Regions from separate parts of the Mus musculus genome. Here region 1 is linked to region 2. Evidence: chromatin contacts called from public promoter capture Hi-C data. All regions are on one chromosome and are shown on one strand. Each heading gives the region's core, a stretch centred on a gene start, on an enhancer-like site or on the middle of the called end of the contact. The rest is flanking DNA. Distances are from core to core; before and after follow the strand shown. Region 1 has its middle 10 kb from the start of Gm30158. Region 2 holds the start of Abca8a (ATP-binding cassette, sub-family A (ABC1), member 8a).

Region 1 (3,219 bases), core at 419-2,918, 1.4 Mb after region 2:
ATAGCTAGAATGTCTCGGATTTGTCCCTGAGATAGTATGGAGGGTCTTGCATACTCTCTTACAGTATGGGCAAGCTTAGCAAAGTATACTTAGAATCTTCATTACAGTCAAGTATGGCAGACTACATTACTTATTAGTAGAAAGTACCCCCCCCCCACACACACAATCACTTAGAATAATAGCCAAGCTACTCCCATATGCAAGAATTTACATATGGAAATTCTAGGAAGAAGGAAGGTTGTGGTCTAAGGAGGAACCAGAGTAGATACTTAGAACTATAGATAGCTGAGTTACACTCCTACACAGGAATTTACAATGCCCTAGGGGGAAGGTGGACTATACAATAGACTAGAATTGGAACTATGGCAAGGGCATGAAGCCCTTGTCCCTGACTTCTAAGATTAAGCTGACCTTAGATGGGGTTGCTTTCGATCCCAGTTGTTAACATTGATTTTTATCCCACTTGGTTCATGTTAGCTTTTTGTATGCATTCCTCTGTTTTGTGAAAAAGTCACTTATAAGACTGGTGCTCACTTTGAGACAAATTACATTCAGATACACACTCTCTCTGGGTCTGTATTTGTTTGTCATTTCTCGCCAACTCCATTGCCCACCTGTCTGGAACTCCGAGTTCCGGAGCACGGATTGAGGGGAGCCCGACTGAGGTCAGTCCGCAGCAAATTACTAATTTGTAATATTTGTGAATTTCTGCAATAGAATGATCTTCCTTTCTTTATTACCAGTCTGTCTACTTCTTTATACTGAAGCTCTTTCAGGTTGGACTGATGTCTTAACTAATTGCATTTTGGACTGTGAGTTATTGGCCAAAATATAGCAATCCAACCAACCATTCAGAAGTTTCTGTTTGTATCATCTAGACAGGCATTTTTAAAACTGAGACTCCAAGTGACTTTTCTCCAGCATTTAGCAATAGTTGTTCTACTAGAGTAGGCATTCTAGAATTTTCCACAGAGGGTGCTAATTAAAAGAAGAGTCCCCCAGTGGCCTTCAGACATCCACGGATGGATCATCGGGCCACATCAGGCTTTCAATGTCTCTCGTTTCTTTTCCTAACCTATGGGGCTTCCATGAGACATACTGCATGGATTTTTCTGTTTTTTTCAAAATCTGACACAGAACCAAGTGTAACTTTACTCGATACTCCAGCGAAATGGAATGAGCAAATTACGAGGTGAACTTTGACCTTGCCTAGCTTAGTGTTTTGCATGTTGAATTCATCAAACAACTGCAGCTTCTACTCGGTTTTGCTTTTTTGTGCGTAGTGAGGGAAAGTTTAGTATCTTGTTAATCAACAAAATCATTTTAGGTAACGACCCTGGGCAAGTGAATAAGGCGGTAAACTTCATTTCAACACGACTATCTTTGTCGCCTGGATAATTTCAATGTTTCTCCAATATGAATATATTATATGCTTTCAAAATAAAGGTGAAGCCGACTACTGTGGATTGAGCTTGCAGAGTCGCACCCCCCCCACCCCCCCCCCACCCCACCCCCGCAGGACTGACCACTCGCAGTTCGTTTGTCCAAAGTTAAACTTAATCTTCTCGTTTTCTGTGTCCAATCTGACTGGACCAGTATCACTAGTTTCCCAGGAAACCTTGAAAGCTAATCTTTACATAACTGCCTGTGCCCACTGTTGGAATCCAGCCACTGCTGGGGACAGGCATAGCAGCTGCTCCTCTGCCTCATAGCAACACTTCACAACAGCGTGGGAGGAATACAAAGAAGAGCAATATCCCGAAATTAAACTGCCCTGGGGAGGGTGAGGGACGGGGCAGAAGATAACAGTCAACAGACTTGCTCTGAAGGAAAAAAAGGGTGAATTTTTAATGAACAGAGAGAAGCAGTCTTTGGTTTCATCGTCTGCTACAAAAGCTAGGATGCATATTTAAATACCATCCTGTCAGATCTTTCGTTTTAAACACACTACCAGAAAAGTAATTATATTTTTAATTGGACGGCTTTTATTTCGGGACGAAGCAATAAAATAGACCACTAACCGCAAAGAATAAAAGTCACTGCGTTATGCTTTTGCATAATTTCTATTTCTCCCCAAAGTCTATGACATTTCAGTCAACCATCGCTTGTCTAGCATTGCCAAAACAGAAATGATAATAAAGACGCTCTGGTCTCTCTTTAACACAGAAAGAAGAAATGCATTATATTAGTAGCAACCGTAATTTGAACCACGATTCACAAAACATGGGTTAGAAATAAGACCAGTAAAGTCAAACTTTCATGTAAAAGGGAAACAGAATAAACAGAATTGAGAGCTGTGGGAGGTGCTGTCGTTCGTCTTGCATTAATGCTCCTACATAAGTGGACAAAAAGGAGATTGATCGATCGTCTATTGAGCCCCGAGATCTCCACACCCAGAATATTGCCTACAACTTCCCATAAGGGAGGGCATGCTTTCCCCCCCAGCACAATGGCGCCACCTGTTGGCCAAACCAATTAGACGTGCTTTCATTTGTTTTGGGTGTTCTGGTCCACCTGAAATAAGCCACTGCTATCCTACCGGAACTCCCTTATGGGATGTGGATTCTAAGAGACTCTCATCTCATGTACAAATAATAAATTTTATTAAACAAATACTGGGGCAGGAGCCATGATTTGTGGGGACCCAACAAAAGTTGAAAATTGAAACCCATACTTGTGAGAGCCAAAAGTGACATTCAGGTACTTGCACACAAAACATTTCCTTTCTTTTGCTCAGCGGCATCTTGTAACGTGTCAGTGTCTTTTGTTAGCTTGGTGCCATTTATTTTCTATAATTCTAGTTTTAATAAGTTACCATGTATAATTATCATGAATTCTCTGATCTACTGTGTTTTGCAAAGCCGATTTACAAAGTGAGAGAACAGTTCACTCATGATTCTAAATCCCTGGATTTCCTCCTCTAATTGATTATTTAGAAGTAAAATAAAAAAATTAAAAGAGTTTTCATTCTGTTAAAAGGGTTTTTTTTTAAGTAAAAGAAAGAATGAAAAGAAGCTGAAGTATGATTGTGTTCCATCTCTGTGGTAGATTTCAGAATTACTGGTTATCTGATATGTGGAAAAAAGAAATGCCCAAGAAAATCTGGGATATGAATGTTTGTCCTCTGTGTTTTCTAGAATGTCATAATTTTTTTTTCCTGCACTAGTTAACAACTTCTGGCTTTAATGGAAATTTGGACTTTAAGACTGTAGGAATATC
Region 2 (3,335 bases), core at 221-2,720:
TGGCTCTTATGTCTTAATAATTGGTAGAAATAACCTTTTTACCAACATGTTGCCTAAAACTGGTCGACCATGTTGTGATGGGATATTGGGATATTGCCATACAGATAGAGAATAGAAGTTTCCCTGCATGATGCTATCATCCCAGTCATGAGACAAGTTCAAACAGAGAAATGCCTATTTCCCAGGATAAAAATTCAGGTGTAGAGTTGATGGGACAGTCCCATTGGGCAGTAGTTGCACAGTAGCCACTCACAGCTTATTTCCAGAGAAGAAAACAACACATGGTTATATAATAAGGCTCAGAGGCAAGTCTTCGTACAAAAGGGTGGAGAAAAGATATCAGAAAGCCTTTTGGGCTGACAAATGGAGAAGAATGTAGTATTAGCAAAAACAAATAAATAAATAAATAAATAAATAAATAAATAAATAAATAAATAAATGTTTTAAGTCAGGGTGTCCAGAAGCCCCAAGAATTGCTCCGGGCAACGGGAACATTCTTAGAGAGATGGGATAACTTGAACCAGTCAAGGGAGCAGCCACAGCCCTTTGTAGCCAGAACTAAGACTAACTCTCTATCTCAGAGTTCCACTGCAAATCAGCCATGCAGCATAAATAAGCTCGGTAAAACGTCCCTCTTGTTTGCTTTTCCTTCCTTCTCTGGTTCCTAGATCCATGCTAGCTCATGTACAAGTAAAACTGAAGGCTTTGCTTCAGCGTGAGTGAATGTTATTGACTCTGTGCCAATCAACAAAACCCTGTTTACTGCAAACTCCTGCCGACAGCAAAGGGTATGACATTTGAAGTAATGCCATTGTAGTGAAGTGGCACATGCCTCAGTATGATTCAATACATCATACCCAACAAATAAAAACGTGCAGGAAAGAATCTTATGTTAAAAACAAAACAAAACAAAACAAAACAAAACCAACAAATAGACAAACAACCTGTAAGTCTGAGAATAACAGGCTGAGACATAAAAGCATTTCTCTAAATGCCATACTAAAGACTTCTCAGGATTAGAGAGAAAGTGTATTGGAAATGCCTGCCAGTTACTGTACAGTTCATGCACATGTGTGTGTCTAACTGCAGCTGGGCAGCAGATTCACATTCATATTCACACAGAAAATGCTTCCAGAAGACCTGCTTACATTTCTCACCATTACTAACACATTACAGGCACATTCCCACATCTTTACTTAAAACTAGAAAATATGACAATGTCTTTAAAACTACCCACAACTTCCCCTTGCAGACCACAGGAAAATAAACCCAGAAACACTAAAACTCTGTGCAGAAAAATAAATAATAACTTCTCCCTAAAAAGTTCTCATTGAGTAAATGAAATCTCACTTATAGTTACGTAATACAAACCAAACAGAAGCAAAAAGGAACTTACATTTGGAATGTCCGAAGAAAGTATCCTGAGTCTTGGCTTACCTCTGTTTCCCCACTCCAAGAGAATGGGTTCTACTTCTCCCCGGTCTCTATCACATCTGTATTGCTTTCATTCTGTTTGCCTGTTTTGAGCATTCCCAGTCAGCCTGACTGCTTTTGGAGGAAGATTGTGGTTGTAATTTTCTTGGCCTGCTGAGCACTGTATTCACGTGACCATTCTCGAACAAATCTCTTTTTTATTGACTTCCAGCCAGTTCCCACAGCAGAGAATTGCCAACCCTACTCATTTGACTAATTATAGTGTCAGAAAAATCTGTGTTGCCGAGGGAGTCCAAATTTGTAACTTTTCTGGGCCCTCCCCCAAAAGAAATTGACAGATTTCAAAAAATAAAATAAAATAAAATAAAATAAAATAAAATATTGTCCCTTAAAAGGCTCTGAGCTCTGGACTTATTCTGCCATGTTGAGGCAGATATTCTAATTATGTTTCAAACAGCCTAGAAAGCAATATCTTGATTTTTTTCCTATATCATATCTTCCATCCTGTCCATTTCCTCAGTTCCTGCTCTGGCCAGAATCAGTCAATAGACTCCATCTTTAAAATGTGCTCAACATTATGTGTTGTGTTTTATAAAAAAGAAGAAGAAGAAGAAGAAGAAGAAGAAGAAGAAGAAGAAGAAGAAGAAGAAGAAGAAGAAGAAGAAGAAGCAGCAGCGAAGGGTATGTTTGGTAGAGGTGCGATATGGTGTCGGGGAAGGGGATGCCTCTGGGGGCCCATGCTGAGGCATCCCTTCCCCCTGAGGTACCAGTTATAGTATAGTATAGAATAGAGTTTATTCATGGCATGGGGAGGGGGAGTTGAGGGAGTAGAGATAGAGAAAGACAGAGAGAGAGAGAGAGAGAGAGAGAGAGAGAGAGAGAGAGAGAGAGAGAGAGAGAGAGAGGAGTAGAGGCCATGAGCACAGGGAATGGCGAGAGAAGGGTCAAAGGGGAAAGAGGATAAGAGAGCAAGAGAGCAAGAGAAGTGAGTGAGGAGGGGTTGAGCAGCCCCTTTTACAGTGAGTCAGGCACACCTGGTAACTGTAGCCTAGAAGAAATGCTAACGTTATGGGTCTTGGGAAGTATGGCTCAGAACAACATTCACTCAGAACAACATTCAGCTACGTATAGGAGATTGAAAACCAAAAGTAAGGCAGCCTAAAAGGACCCGAGTTAGACAAGTCACAGCTTAATAGAGAGATTTTAGTAAGAAGGGAAGCGTGAGCCACTGCCCAGCTAATATTTAGAAAATTCTTTTTCGTTTTCATAGCTAGAAAGAAAGAAAAAAAAAACCAAAAATTAGTTTCTGTGTGTCAGTGAACTTTGAAAATACGAGTCTTCAAAAACTACTTATGACTTCAGATAACATTCTCTGTAGTCTCCAAGATTATACAACCTAACCCATCAATTTTTAATTCATAAACCAAGCAAATGCATTTGAATCTCTGGGGACCTTACCTATTCAGAATTCTCAGATGGTTTCTCTATCGCTGGTTGGAATACACTCTCGAAAGCTCTGGGGAGGGTTTGCTGCTCAGTAAGAATTCATGCCTATGGTTTTGTTCTCATTTTAAGCTTCCCTGTCAGGGTGTTCAAAGAAATGACTGTTTCTTCCATAACTGCTGCTGCCGTCTTTGAAAAGAGTCTTCACTTCACTTCCAGAAGCCTGCCACATTTGCTTTGTCGAAGGTTTTTTTTTTTTTTTTTTTTTTTTTTCGATTTTTCCCTTTTTCCCTCAGAGAAATGATTTATAGATTATTGCGCAACACTCTGCTGGGGCTGTCTTGTAAACATGCAAAGAGCCATGAACTACACGATAAATGTTATTGCAACATCTCCACTACACTATTTCATACTGGCCATCTTTTTTTTTACTAATCCACTAATTTGTTCAAAAACAA

Evidence for each region. Promoter capture Hi-C pulls out the DNA fragments that hold promoters and counts their contacts.
Region 1: a promoter capture Hi-C map of hippocampal neurons shows a contact between it and region 2, with 2.5 times the contacts expected there. The contact joins the enhancer-like site here to the promoter of Abca8a in region 2. A contact is called at or near these places in 8 of 39 promoter capture datasets (the 3T3-L1 cell line, cranial neural crest, frontonasal cranial neural crest and 4 more).

What each region holds. Positions count from the first base shown.
Region 1 is chr11:111,521,218-111,524,436 of GRCm38.p6, forward strand. No RefSeq gene overlaps it. Among named protein-coding and RNA genes, the nearest start is that of Gm30158, 10 kb to the left of the region's middle. Within about 2 kb of position 1,669, at least 37 of the 459 cell types and tissues checked have an H3K27ac peak or open chromatin away from gene starts, as enhancers often do. A contact at or near this core is called in hippocampal neurons, where this site is marked.
Region 2 is chr11:110,094,467-110,097,801 of GRCm38.p6, forward strand. It overlaps Abca8a (ATP-binding cassette, sub-family A (ABC1), member 8a), which reads right to left and starts at 1,471. Exons shown (of 39, transcript NM_153145.4): 1 at 1,397-1,471.